Linked DNA regions of Pan troglodytes: region 2 is linked to region 1. The links are chromatin contacts, called in public HiChIP or PLAC-seq maps. All regions are on one chromosome and are shown on one strand. Each heading gives the region's core, a stretch centred on a gene start, on an enhancer-like site or on the middle of the called end of the contact. The rest is flanking DNA. Distances are from core to core; before and after follow the strand shown. Region 1 holds the start of DDX20 (DEAD-box helicase 20). Region 2 holds the start of RAP1A (RAP1A, member of RAS oncogene family).

Region 1 (7,180 bases), core at 3,296-5,795:
ACGATGTACCAAATTTGTGTAAATCTCTGCCAATATTGTTACTCTACTTATTACTTACGGGTTGTTCTGCTGAATTTCCTGATTCAACTCTCATTATGCATGTACACACTAAACCACAAATTAGAAATCTGGAGCTCTGATCTTGACTAAACTCATTGTTTTCCCCTCACGTTTCATCACCAGTAAATAAACACCATTTCTATCAAAAGACCTAAAGCACTGAATGCAAGATGCTGATTCTGAGTGATTCGCAACCAAATATAATAGAGAAGCCAAAGAACAATCCCAATCCATGGCTTAGAAGGGACTCCTGAAAGTCACTGCATTTCTCCTCTTCTCAAAAGCCTATCCCATGTCTTCTCAAACATACTTAGGAATGGAGATTTCATAAATTCCACTGGTAAACCAGTCATGTACCTAAATCTCACTGGTCTAATGCTCTTCATTTCTATTCAAAATAATTATCACAGTTATCAAAGACTCCCATATATCTTTATTGTTATATTAAAAGTGTGTAGTTCCTTAAAAGCCCTGGTTACCAACAGGCATTGTTATCTTACCAGGAGATCCAACAGCAATATGACACTTTTTAAGTCTGGTTTTGTCTTGTGATAATGGGGTCCCTCCAATAAAGACATGACACTCTAAGCCTTCCATTTTTATTCCAATGGCTGTAATAACAGAATGTATCTGTACAGCAATTTCTCTTGTAGGGGCCAAGATCAAAATCTAAAAAAAAACCATAAATTACACCTTTGAGTCAGAGGAATAAATACATAGGGGACTGGTATATTCATTACATGACATACTATATTTCATTTAAATGATCATTTCAAATGAGTTTTTATTGATAAGGTAAGGTACAGTTATCCCTTGGTATCCACAGGGGATTGGTTCCAGGAAGCCCCCAAATACCAAAACTGGCAGATGCTCAAGTCTGTTATATAAAATTGCATATATCTGTATATTACCTATGTACATCCTCCCACATATTTTAAACTATCTCTAGATTATTTATAATACCTAATACAATTTAAATGCTATGTAAATGGTTATACCGTATTTTTGTTTATATCTTTTGATTGTTGTATTATTTTTTATTGTTCCTCCATCCTGCCCTGAGTATTTTGATCCACAGTTGGCTGAATCAGCTGATACAAAACCTGAAGACAGGGAGGGCTGACTGTATTCCATTCATTCATTCATTCATTCAACAAATATTAAGTAAGAACCTACTCTATGCTGGGCAACATACTAGTTGCCGGGGAATCAACAGTTAACAGTACAAAGTCTTTGCCCTCATGGTACTTTCATTCTTGGATAAGAATATATACAATAAACAAAAATAAGTAATGACAGGTAATAAAAAGTATCATAAAAAAATCGAACAAGGAAAAAAGGAGTCATTTTAAATGAGGTGATCATGAAACCTCCTCAAAGGAGGTACTTTGAGCAGAGACCTACATGTATGGCATAGAGTAGAGCTGGCTATATGACCCCTGGGGAAGCGTTTTCACCAAGAGGAAACAGCAAATGGAAAGGCCATAAGATGGCAGTGTTCTTGGTGTATTTGAGGAAGAAAAAGAAGGCCCACATGACAGAATTCAGGGGAAAGTAAAGGAGGGCAGAGATCTACCTCCAGGGACTAGATCACAAAAGACCTTGAGAGTCATGGTAAAAACTTTGCAATGTAACTACTGGAGGAGGAGAAAACAAAACTTTGTGCTCTTAGCTACAAGAAAAAAAAATTGATTTAAAAAAAAAAAAAAAGGACTAGGAGAAAATATGCCAAAACTGTTAATAGCAGTTTCTCTCTAGGTAGTAAGATTACAGATTTTGTTTTCTGGTACGTCCTAATTTTTCTGAATTTTCCCTATTTCTAAAAATGAATACGTATTACTTTGATACACACACAGAGAATAATGTAATTTTCATAATCCAAAGACCTGAAATTAAAAATATGAATTTGCCGGGCATGGTGGCTCACACTTGTGATCCCAGCATGTTGGGAGGCTGAGGCGGGTGGATTACCTGAGGTCAGGAGTTTGAGACCAGCCTGGCCGACATGGCGAAACACCGTCTCTACTAAAAATACAAAAAAATTAGGCAGGCGTGTGGTGTGCACACTTGTAATCCCAGCTACTCGGGAGGCTGAGGCAGGAGAATCACTTGAACCTGGGAGGCAGAGGTTGCAGTGAGCCAAGATTGTGCCACTGCACTCCAGCCTGGGCAACAGAGTGAGACTCGGTCTCAAAAAAAAATGAATTGATGAAACTTTTCCAGGATTTCAGCATTTTATCTGCTGCCAAATTGTCAGAAGCCAAAATCTCAAATACATCTTAGTCTACAATTAGACTAACTCAGGTTCTTGGGAAGTAGGAGGATTTCCAATGTGCAACATCACCTAGGATTTGGTAGACATAAGATGGACTCAAAAAGCTTCCCAGGTGATGAACATGGATATCTGGGTTAAAAACCACTGTTGAAGATTCATCATCAGATATACCAATGCCTGAGAACTTGAAATACAGTCTGCCATAACAACTAAACTACCAAGTAAGGCTATGAGAATCACATCTAATTCATCTTTGAATCCCCAATGCCTGGCACACTGTTTATACGTAATACGGACTCAACAAATCTTTGTTGGAGAAATGATCCCCAAACTCAAATTTCCTGCTAATTTGGGTAAGGCAATCTTAGAAACACTCTAAGACAACCTGGAAGATGGGAGATCAATATGATACATTTACAGAGCTTTAAGAACCACCTGCATACCGGCTGTGGTGGCTCATGCCTGTAATCCCAGTACTTTGGGAGGCAAAGGTGGGAGGATTGCTTGAACCCAGGAGTTCAAGGCTGGTCTGTGCAACACTGGAGACCCCATCTCTACAAAAAATACAAGAACTAGCCAGGTGTGGTGGCACACACCTGTAGTCCCAAATACTTAGGAAGATGGGTGGGAGGATCACTGGAGCCCAGAAGTTCAAGGTTGCAGTAAGCAATGATCCGCCACTGCACTCCAGCCTAGGTGACAAAGCGACACCGTCTCAAAAAAAAAAAACAAACTCTGCAGTTACCAACAATAGCCAGAGCACTACATTACCATGAATCAAGTCAAATGTTAAGTCTCACATTAATCTAGTCAGTAAGTAAAAGAAGAATCCCTGTCTGTATTACCAAGTAGTGACAAAATTGACATATATGGTAGCTTTATTCTATTTAAATAAGGTACGCATAGAAAATTCCAAATTTCGCCACCACCACCACTTAACTCAATCATTCATCAAATTCACTTCCAGCTCTGAGGAGCTACTGGTATTTCATCTGACCTGTGGTGAAGTCCACAAAACACATCCTCCTCTGGTCCTCTCAGCTAACTCACCTGGGTACTTAAGTTTTCAAGAACAAGAGAGTCCAAAGCTATGGTGGAGAACACACAGGTTTTCCCGGTGCCAGATTTAGCTTGAACAATTAAATCTGCGAAGGAAAAAAACAATTATCACTAGCCAGTACTCACTGAAGCAACTTAGGGGCTAACATGGAATCAGAGAACTAGAAGGGTCTCCTGAGATTCCCCTAGTTGGCACCTTCATTTTTAGTTGATTCTCAAAAACGTATGAGAACACGCCTAGTCCCTGAACGTTTACCGTTTATCTTCTCAAACTTAGAACCATTTGTCAGTGCTTAAAAAAAGGTCTTAACTAGCCTCAAGTTCAATAGTGCACGTTAGTTTTACAAATAAGTTAACTGAGCGTAGCGCCTAGCCCCCGGCAGGGCCCTGCTCCGGGGGCCGACCGAGGGCTCTTCCCGAGCTGCGGCGCGGGCCTGGCCGCCGCCGCCCGTCGGTCCCCCTTCTCCCACCCCACCCCCCGACCTATCCCGGGCCCCCGCTCTCACCGAGCCCGCAGCGCCCCAGAGGGATGGCCTTGAGCTGCACCGGCGAGGGCCTCTCGAAGCCGGCCGCCCGCAGCCCCTCCAGCACCGGCCGCGAAAGCAGCAGTGACTCGAAGTCGGCCGGCTCCGCCAACAGCACATCCCCCGTGCGGGTCCGCGGGCTGCTGAGATCCTGAGCGGTCCGCAGGATCCTCACAGGCCCGGGTGTTGGCTCTGGGGCCGGGACCTCCACGGCCACATGCTCAGCCGGCATAGCACTCGCCACTGCCGCTAAGGCTCCCGAGGCTTCAAATGCCGCCGCCATGGTAGCCGCGCCGTCAGATCTCGCGATGCTTAAGGGGAGGCGGGGATCCTGGGAGCGAGAAGAAGAAAAACTTTATTGGCAGTTTTCCCGCGAAGACACTAACACGCCCGGCCTGGAAGTGGAAGAAAGGGACGGGAGTCGGAGGCTGAGAGACTGCCCAGACACACAAAAAATGTGGCCTGAGGAAAGCCCCAAGAGGGAGGAGAGGAAAGATGAGGCAACTGGTGAGTCGCTGCCTGTGGCCTGCAGAGGGCGCCGCGGGCCTGCGGTGGGGGCACCGCCCCGCCTCTCGGCCCTCTTCTGGGCGGAGCCGCCCAGCCGTGCCCCCGGCGCCACCGCCCTCTCGTCGTTCTTTGTGATGCGCCCGGTGCGTCACGCCCCCGTCTCGTGCTGCCGTTTTCCGTTCCGCTGGCCTGTCTCGCTTCGCGGCCACCTCTTCCCCAACGCTACCCGCTCCGTACCCTGACTCGCTGCTCCTCTGTGCTGGCAGAGAGCGCGCAGAACGTAGCCGGACCCAAGGGTTTATTTACCACATTGGCTGGTGTGTCCGTCTGCTGTGCAACCACATTTATCTCCGGTGAGATAAACCCCATTTATCTCCTAGCAAGTCCCTGGCGCACAGTGAGCTCTGATAAAAGTACGTTGAATTGGAACCTGGAACTGGACTAACAGCTCCCAAGTTCGTATCTCCGCCTCAGATCTCCCTTTAAACTCTAGACGTGTGCATCCATCTGCCTCCATGCATCTGCCTCCATGCATCCGCCTCCGCAGCACCTCCCTTGGGATGCCTAATAGACTCTCAAATGTTACATGCCTTCTGTATTGCTCCTTCCCCCATCATTTCATGCGTAGGCAGCTAGCAGTCTCTGCCACTTTTCCTTGCTGTGGTCTTCTGCTCAAATATCAGCTTTTCAAAGAGCTCTTCCTTTTCAAAGAGGTCTTGAACACCCTAAGACAGCTCTGTCATCCTCTCTGCTCCCTGGCCTTTCCCAGCACTCTCTTCTTTTGTTTTGCTTTATTTTTTCTTTATGATACTTATACCTACCTGAAATTATATGTCTACTGCCTGTCTCCCACACTCTATGAGGACAAGAACCTATTCTGTCTTGTTCTCCTCTGCATCCCTAGTGGGAAAAACAATCTGACACATAGGAAATGTTCAATATTTATCAAATGATTGAGCTCCTATAACAAACTCTTAGTCATCATGCCAAATTTAAATATTTCTGGACCTCAGCCATATTCATAATTCCAAATTTAGTTGTGTGGGGTGGCTCGCACCTGTGATTCCAGCTTCTTGGGAGGCTGAGGCGGGAGGATTGCTTGAGGCCAGGAGTTGCCAGCCTGGGCAACATGCAGAAACCCTGTCTCAAATTCTTAAAAAGTAAACAAATTTTTAAAAATACAAAGAATACCAAACTTAAATATATTCTGCAACCAAGCCCAACTTTGTCCATAGATTATAATGCTGGTCATTGTCCCTACCCCCTTGACACACACACAGTGATGGTCTAGATTCCATATGATATAGGAGGGGCTTTGACATGGTAATCCCATTGGAAGGTGGTCCTGAAGGTTTATTTTGCCTGGAAATTTACAAAACATTGAGAAAATGTCAACTATCCGTTTGAAGGAATGGAGACTGATGGAGGAGATGGCACTAAAGGTCCCAGCCTTCCTCTTACTGCCCTCACCTCTTTTATCTGCCTAATCCCCAGACCACAAACCTGGGAATTATTCTTGACTCCTTCGCCACTTTCTAACAATTTACCAAGCACAAGTAATTTGGCCTCCAAATATTTCACCCATTCTTCTTCAGTCTCCATAGAATCTGCCCTATATTTTAGATCCCTTTATCATCCTAACTCGCAAAAACCTCCTGAATGGTTTCTCTGGCCAGAGTTTCTTCTCTATCCCAGCCATGTACCCCACAGGTGCTAGAGTGATCTTTCTTAAGTGGATATCTTAAGCTGTTGGGGTCCAGCTCCAGATACTGCTCCTTTTGATACCCTTTTTTATTCCCCACCCCAGGGTCCCACATCACACTATAAATAATTCTAGTCTGGCTCTTATGTTGTATTTGCTTGGTTACTTGTATGTGCCTCACATTAAATAAACTGTGAGCTTCTCAAGGACAGTAATTTTGTCATCCTAGGCCCTCCAGGCCAGCACCAAGCACCTGGTAGACCCAATAAACATTGAATGGCTGACACCTTCTTGCTCAAAAATCTCTTCTGGGTCTCCATGCACATAGCAGCGGTTCTGTAGAACTCACACCAATCACTGCTGAAGAACCACAGGATTATCCCAAGAAAAGCAAAAAGACTACATTTCCAGAAAACATTTATAGTTTTATAGGCATTCTGTTACTGCATTTGTTGTTTTTGATGTTTTACAGACACAAATATTGCAGTAATGTTATTGGGAACCATGGTGAATAACACAAATTTTTTTTCTCACTAGTCAAAAGTTATAACAGTGTTGTTGACCATAATTTTTAGTGCTATAAAGATCTCTTGCCCAAAAGCAAGAAATCATTTAATAACTAGGTAAGGAGCATAACACATACAGAAATGGGCTTGATTGTGTCTGTCTCCCAGCCTCCCCCGGGATAAATAACAGTGGGATCCCTGTCTCTTCTCTGGCAGAGCAGCCCATCTACCTCCTCCAACCAGACCCAACTAGCCCAGATGCTTAATTCTCCATGACTTGTAACACCTCAATACCTTTGTATTTGCTGTTCCATCTACCTGGAGAGCCTTTCCAGGGAGCTAGAGGAGGGAGAGATTCCTATGAACTGAAAAGGTGAGAGTGACACTTAGAATGGGTGTTAAGATTCAAATGATCTCATCCAATCATTTTGCACTGGAGGCTTTTGAACCCAGAGGAAAAGAAAACAGGCCAGGCGCGGTGGCTCACGCCTGTGATCCCAGCACTTTGGGAGGCCGAGGTGGGCGGATCACAAGGTCAGGAGATCAA
Region 2 (7,731 bases), core at 4,218-6,717, 140 kb after region 1:
TTAGTTTAATATACTGCTATTCTTATGAAATATGGCCTAATTTAAATACATTCGGACACTAAAACATATGATTACATATTTAATTTTAAATTTGGTTAACTTTAACACTTTGAACCACTCTACCAGTGTAAACTAAATAGGTTAGAGGTAAGAAACACTGGGAAAATTTGAGTGATTTATAAAGAATTTTTTTTTTCAGATTTATCTAACCTAAATTTATATAGCCTAAGTAAATAAGTCATTAGTGCTTTTAAAAAAGCCATTAACTTGTCTACTGATTGGAGTTTATTTCATAAAACATTTAATTTTCCATGCGTATATCAAGTATTTCTGAAAATTTTATTAAAAGAATTATTTTTAAACCACTTATAAACGCACGTTATTTCCTGTTTCAACTCTACCTTAATAACCATACACAATTTCCTTTTTTTATTGGTGCATGTGTATATGCATGTTTGTACCTTCTACCTCTAAAAGGCTTATTTTCAAGCGGAAATGAGAGCATGGCATGGTTCTCTGTTGAACTGCTTTGTTGATCAGAACCTCATGATAATGAACAAAGCTAAGCTTATAGGTTCAATACTCATCTGGATCATTTAACTTTGAAACAAAGTGCCCTCTTAACCAGTCATCTCACAACTGTGTGCAGGAGACTGAGAGAATGTGAATTATGCAGTGCAAATCTATACCACTATTACAAAAGTTTCAAAATGTAAATGAGCTAATATTAACATTATCTTTGTATATGAAAAACTAAAAAGCACATAAAAACTACTGCTTGTAATCCCCATACTTCATGCACACAATAAAAGAAAAAATGGACACTTCATCTGTCTCAGTAACATACTAAAGCTTTAATATTTTTGTTTAATGCTAATCTTTTTCATAAGATATGAATCTGGCATTAAGTAATACAGCAATTATATGACATCAGAATAAGCAAAAAATTCTTGGAAATAGGCCGTAACTCTTCTTACAAATGATTAGATGTAATCAATTAATTGTTATAACCAATTAATTTGAAAAGGGACATTATAAACAAGTAAACTTACATTCACAATTTCAAATGTATCCCAATATTAAAATATAAATGCTTTACATTAGTTATTTTCATTGACCAACTAAAATAAGAGAATTTTAGAATCACGAGATTAGAAGTGATCTGAGGTTCAATGAACATTTACGGTGTCCCTATTACATGTCAGAAACAGAGCAAGGTGCTTTCAAGTAACTCAAGTGATTCAACCCACTCCCTTGTGTAGATGTCAAAGCTCCCCACCTATGCCAAATCAAGCCATCTAGGTTCCAGAACCAGAAATTCTGGGCAAAGTCCTCACAGTGGTATAGTTTTCTATCAAAACTGGCTGGTGTCGTCATCCCCTATAAACCAAATAAAATTTCAATGTTGACCTATTTAACAAAAACAATAGTCTCAGCCGCAGGAGTCCAGCATTTTGGGAGGCTGAGGCAGGCGGATCATGAGGTCAGGAGTTCAAGACCAGCCTGACCAACATGGTGAAACTCTGTCTCTACTAAAAAAAAATACAAAAATTAGCCGGGTGTGGTGGCACGTGCCTGTAATCCCAGCTACTCAGGAGGCTAAGGCAGGAGAATCCCTTGAACCTGGGAGGCAGAGGTTGCAGTGAGCCAAGATCACATCACTGTACTCCAGCCTGGGTGACAGAGCAAGACTCTGTCTCAAAAAAAAAAAAAAAAAAAAAAAAGTCTCTTTTTTGAACTATAAAGAATTACAACAATTAAAAAATGCAACTGTGAGTCTTCAACTAAGTACCTACACAATTTACTGCAAAGAACAAAACATGGGGCGGTCACAGCTATAATATTCTAAAAGCATCATACAAAACAGAAATTAAACAAATTACAGATACCATTAAAAATTCCTTTGTTGCCAGCCACAGTAGCTCACACCTGTAATCCCAACACTTTTGGAGGCCAAGGTGGCTGGATCACTTGAGGTCAGGAGTTTGAGATCAGCCTGGCCAACATGGGGAAACCTCGTCTCTACTAACGATTAAAAAAAAAAAAAAATTATCTGGGCGTGGTGGTGGGTACCTGTTATCCCAGCTACTGGGGAGGCTGAGACAGGAGAATCGCTTGAACCCAGGAGGCAGAGGTTGCAGTGAGCCAAGATTGCACCACTGCACACCAGGCTGGATGACAGAGCAAGACTCCATCTCAAAAAAAATTTAATTTTTAAAAATATCCCTTTGTAAGGAAAAAAAACAATTACCAACATGAAAATCTGGATGTCTAATCCCTATTTTATATAAAATATCATCAACCATACACTAAAGTTCATGGGTAACACTAAACACTGGCAAGATCTGGAGTAACTTAACTATTACAATACAAACAATGACAGACTGTGAAACTCCCTGAGGGCAGAGACCCTGTCTAATTCATCTCTGTATCCAACAATTAGCATCCTGTAGTTAAATGTTGAAGAGAGGTAAGCTAACATCCAAAATTTAAATGTGAGCTATTGAAAAATTCAACTTAACAATCTGAAAGTTATCTTTTTATGACTGACATTATTTTTTAAATGTTAAACAATAATGTCCAATGCAAGTATACAAGCGACATTACCATGCAATGTTTGTCAACAACTGTGGCTGTCAAAATCAGTATAACCTAGTCTTAAGAGTATAAGGTAGGGTGAGAGGATAGAAACAGTGGCAGGGAAGGGTAGTAAGGGAAGACCTGAGACTGGTGCAGAGACCTGAAGAAGTGAGGGATATATACTGCCTTGGGGAAAAGGGTTACAGGCAGAGAGGACATTAAGTGCAGACACCCCAGTGTATTTGACCTTTTTGGGATGTAGGAGGCCAGTGTGGCTGCAGTACAGTAAGCAAGAGGAAAAGTAAAGGGGCTTGAGATTAGGGAAATAGCTGGGCAGCTGTAAGGCTTGTAGGCCATGGTAAGAACTTTGGATTCTACTGTGAATGAGATGGGAAAACACTGGAGGGTTTTGAATAGAAGAGAGACTTGTTCTGAAGTTTGTGAGCATCATTGTAGCTGCTGTGTGGAAATCAACTTGGGGTGGAGGGGCAAGAGTGGAAGCTGGAAGATCAATTAGGAGATTAATAATCTTCATTTCTAACCTTTTTCAGTGATTGCAAAATTGTGTATCTTTCTGCTGTTGGGCAAGTAGTTTCCTTTTCTTCCCATCTATTAAAATAATTAAACGAACATGTGCATATACAACATTTTCTTTCTTTTGGAATATTTCCTTGGGATTCATTTTCAGAAGGACTACAGGAACAACGTATATGAATATACCTGTCTTCTGGGGTATATTAAGTGTAGATACTGTCCTTCTTGAGGCCATACAAAAAGTGAACAAAGGCTTTTGAGCTGTTTTAATATGGAACTGTGTAACACTGAGGGATTCCATCCAGTTCACTTCTAAGACATAAGTTCATGGTTGGCCTCAGAGGGTCCCTAAAACTAATGCAAAATTTTGTGAATAAATGCCTATTAACTTTATTCTGGGGAGAGAGTTTATATATTTCATCATATTCTCAAAGGTGTCAGTGGCCTAGAAAAGGTTAAGAATTACTATCTTACAAACTGGAAATGGACTGCAATATCCTAATATAGGGTACCTCTCAAAAGGACAGAAGATTTAATAACTAGACTCATCTTTGTAATCATTCAATTCATTCAACAAATACTTAACACGTATGATCCTCAATACCTAACAGCTAATCGTATCTGAAGTAGGCCATAATTTAAAATACCAAGAAAACTAGACAGGATTCACTGAAATATCACGCTACAAAAGAATATCGAACTATATGATTTCAAAACAACAATGTTATAGGAAAGCATAATAAAGACAGAAAGTCTGGGGCCTAATTTAATGCTTATTATGTCAAAGTATCACAGAAATAAATTACATCACAAGGAAAGAAAAACTACACATAGGCATGTCCACCCCCACACATTCTGACAGGAAACCCAAAGAAAGTTTCCAAATCCTGTTTCCAGCAGCATCTCTTCTGAGACGGCCCTTCATGCTTTTGAAGGTAGGAGCCCCAAGTTAAATCTAAGAGCTGATACTTTATTCTTACTGTAATCAAAACAAAAACATCATCCGCCACCTAAGAAGAGTGGCTGGCTACCTGTAGGGCTGTGGCTCATTGACCTTCTGCTCTATTATTCTATTTCATTTCTTATACCTCCTCCCTTCAAAGAAGTAACAAAATGATTTTCCCTCCCAAAACAGAATGCATTACTCCTCAATGGCAGTTCTTTTTCCAAGAGGTCAAAGGTTCCCTAAACTCTGGTTCTCAGCCCTAAGAGGAGATCCCATTTTGTAGGCACAAATGTCTTCCTCTCATCTTCTCCCCGTAGCAGTAAATTACACAACTCGGCTGAAGACACCGTCCTTAACTTCCTGATTAAGGGGGCAAGAGATACTCTTACCAAGCCGCTAGTTTGAAGGATAACAAGAATCACACCGTGACCTCTTCCCTAACAAAATTCAGGGAAGAAGCAGAGACCCATGAAAAGTAACACTGAAAAGGCGAACACATGGTAAGCTACGGAAGACATGAGGGTAAAGAAGGCGGGAAAGGGGCTGGAAGGTGGAGTGGGATGTAGATGTCAGCCCTATTAACTGGGGGAATAAAGGAAGGAAAGGGAGACCCTGAACCCTGACAGAAGTGAGCCCGGAGACAGCAATGCTCCAGTCTACCCGCACTTCTACAGCAGAGGACAGAGAATTCACCCAACCCTCCAACCCCGTTCCCCGTGTGTCCCTCCCCACCGCCCCCGCGGGCCCAAAAGGGAGAGCTGGGTTTGAAGGAAGCTCTGACCCTAGACAGGGGACATGCAAGAGGAGGAAGGCAGCGATGTCCAACCTTCTACTTCTCTCAGGCAGTGAGGTACGAGGGCACCGTGTCTGGGGAGACGGCGAGGGAAATGGGCTTGTGCTATGACACCTCGGGGAGCTGAAGGGTGGGGGACACAATGTCCTCTTTCTCTCCCACAGCCGGCCGGGGCCCCTCCCGACGGTCTCCCGCCAGGCCTACAGTCGACCGGGTCGGTCCGCGGGCGTGGTTGGCTCTGGCCCTGGCGGCGGCCGGGCCTCCCAGATCTCCGGCCCCTCCCGCCGGCCAGGCCCCCGGGCCGCCGCCCCGACACCGATGGAACGCGGAGGAGGAAGGGGGAGCCAGGCGACTGACCGGCGACATGAGCCGCCTCACCCTCGGCTCGGCCGACCCGCGCCCCCCGCTCCCTCTGGGGCCGTCTGGAGCTCCCCGCCCCTTACTCACCCCCCCGGTCCGGCGCCTCCTCCACCTCCTCCACCTCCTCCACCTCCTCCTCCTCCTCCTCCTCCCTCCTCTCGGCCGTGGCTCCTGCTCCGGCTCTGCGCGGCGACGGCAGCGGCAGCGGCGGCGGCAGCGGCCTCGGGAGCGGCGGCGGCGCCTCCTCCAGAACGCGCACGCACGCACCACGCAGGCCCCGCCCCCTGGTTCTGCCCCGCCCCTCCAAGTTGGCGTTGGCTGGGCTTCGGCCCCGCCTTCCCCACGGCGTTCCGGAGTCCGCTTAAAGGAGCCGCGCACACTGGAGTCGGGAAAGCCTGGAACTACCGGGAAGGGGCGGGGAGTTTTAGCTTTGCGTAGGGCGGGATGGGAGGTGGGTAAGACCGGAAAAAAGATGAGGAAGGGTCCAAAGATTCAAGAAGAGAATTTGGAGGGAACGCAATCATTCGACAAGCCCTAATTGAGCACCTGTTAGGTTCCAGGCGCTGTTCTAACTAAGCGCAGAGGTTTAAAGTCATAGACAGGCAAAGACCCTCTTGCAGCTTGCATGCTGGTGGAGTGAGAGAGGGGAGACAGACAACAAACAAGTGACAAAAATTGCAGGTAGTGATAAGTGGTGTGGAGAAAAATAAAGCAGAGGATAGGGTGACTTTACACCTGGTGAGATACTGCCTCTCAAAGAAGACCTTTGAGCGCATACATACGGGATGAAGGAATAAGTCTTGCAAACACGCGGGCCTGGAGGAGGAATAGCCTTTCCAAGCTGAGAGAAAATCAGCCATAAACCCAGAGGAGGGGATACGCCTGCCATGTTGCAGAAACAGTGAAAGGCCGGCATGGCTGAGCAGCGTCAGCCAGCCCGAGGGCAGTACCAGCTAGGCTCGGAGAGGCGGGCCAGTGGCCAGATCCAGTGAAGCCTGTGGGCCATTATAACAGGAACGGGAAACCATGAGAGAAGGGTGAGCCGAGGAATGACCGCATCTGATTCATTGTTGTTAAAAATTAGTCTTGCTGATGTGTGTAAAATACACAATGGGGAAGCACAGATGTCCTTGGGATACCAGTAAGGTAGCTTGGACTAACTAGCCTGGCAGCCACGGACAGGATGAGAAGAAGGCTATTTTATTTTATTTTATTTAGATACATTTTGATTGGAATGGATTTGGATTTGGGGCATAGTGTGTGAAAGAACAAAAAGAAATCAAGAGTTGATTCTTAGGTTCGGGCCTGATGACTGAGTTAATGGCAGTGCCACTTAATGAAATGGAGGAGCAGATTTGGGGATGGGGAAATCAAGAGTCTTTTCTTACACATGTTATGTTTAAGGTGTCTGTTATACATCCAAATGGAGATATTGAATAAACAATTGATATATGAGTCTAGAGAGATAAATTTGGGATTCATTAGCAAATAGATACTTTTTAAGTCTTAAGTCTAGTTAGGATCACATGGGGAGGGGAGATAGCTGAAGGAAAGGACCAAGAGGCACTCCAACACTTGAAGGTTAAGTAGAAAAGGAGGCGCTACCAGTCAGGGCAGGAGAAACACCAAGAGAAGGTGAAGCGTTGGAAAACAAGATAATTGTTTCAGGAGGGAGAGAGTGAAGAGTCTTATCAGATACTGCTGAAATTAGTAAGATAAGGACTGAGAATTTGAACACTGGATGTGGCCTGATGAAGTTGCTGATGACCTTGATGAAAACAGTTTCAGTGGAGTCATAGGGGAGAAAGTCTGATTAGGGTATGTTAATAGGATGGGAGGTGAGGAAGAGAAAGTGTTCTAAACAGCTCTTGAGAGGCTTTGCTTTGAAGGAGAAAAGGGCAGTAGCCAGAGAGGTACTTGAGATCAAGGGAGGATATTTTAAGATGAGAAATGCTTTTTCTCATTTTAGTATGCTGGAATGATTTTTTTTTGTTTTTTGAGGCGGAGTCTTGCTCTGTTGCTAGGCTGGAGTGCAGTGGTGTGATCTCCGCTCACTGCAACCTCCAACTCCCTGGTTCGAGCGATTCTCCTGTCTCAGCCTCCAAAGCAGCTGGGATTACAGTCATGTGCCACCACACCCGGCTAATTTTGTGTTTTTATTAGAGACGGGGTTTCTCCACGTTGGCCAGGCTGGTCTCGAATTCCCAACCTCAGGTGATCCACCCGCCTTGGCCTCCCAAAGTGTTGGGATTACAGGTGTGAGCCACTGCACCCAGCTGGAATGATTCTTTAGAGAGGTAAAATTGGGCCAGGCGTGGTGGCTCACACCTGTAATCCCAGCACTTTGGGAGGCCAAGGCGGGTGGATCACGAGGTCAGGAGATCGAGACCATCCTGGCTAACACGGTGAAACCCCATCTCTACTAAAAATACAAAAAAAATTAGCCAGGCGGGGTGGCAGGCGCCTGTAGTCCCAGCTACTCGGGAGGCTGAGGCAGGAGAATGGCATGAACCTGGAA

Evidence for each region. HiChIP or PLAC-seq counts read pairs in DNA pulled down with a chosen protein or histone mark.
Region 2: an H3K4me3 HiChIP or PLAC-seq map of stem cell-derived excitatory neurons shows a contact between it and region 1, with 2.3 times the contacts expected there. The contact joins the promoter of RAP1A here to the promoter of DDX20 in region 1. A contact is called at or near these places in 1 of 7 Hi-C or Micro-C datasets (stem cell-derived neural progenitor cells) and 1 of 1 datasets of contacts at active chromatin or transcription factors (stem cell-derived excitatory neurons).

What each region holds. Positions count from the first base shown.
Region 1 is chr1:119,425,259-119,432,438 of NHGRI_mPanTro3-v2.0_pri, forward strand. DDX20 (DEAD-box helicase 20) reads right to left here and starts at 4,546. Exons shown (of 11, transcript XM_016925673.4): 1 at 3,901-4,546; 2 at 3,386-3,480; 3 at 561-729. The coding sequence starts at 4,201. INKA2 (inka box actin regulator 2) reads left to right here and starts at 4,322. Exons shown (of 2, transcript XM_054685651.2): 1 at 4,322-4,425. The coding sequence starts at 4,414.
Region 2 is chr1:119,561,126-119,568,856 of NHGRI_mPanTro3-v2.0_pri, forward strand. It overlaps RAP1A (RAP1A, member of RAS oncogene family), which reads right to left and starts at 5,468. Exons shown (of 8, transcript XM_054685654.2): 1 at 5,301-5,468. It also overlaps the pseudogene LOC104002465.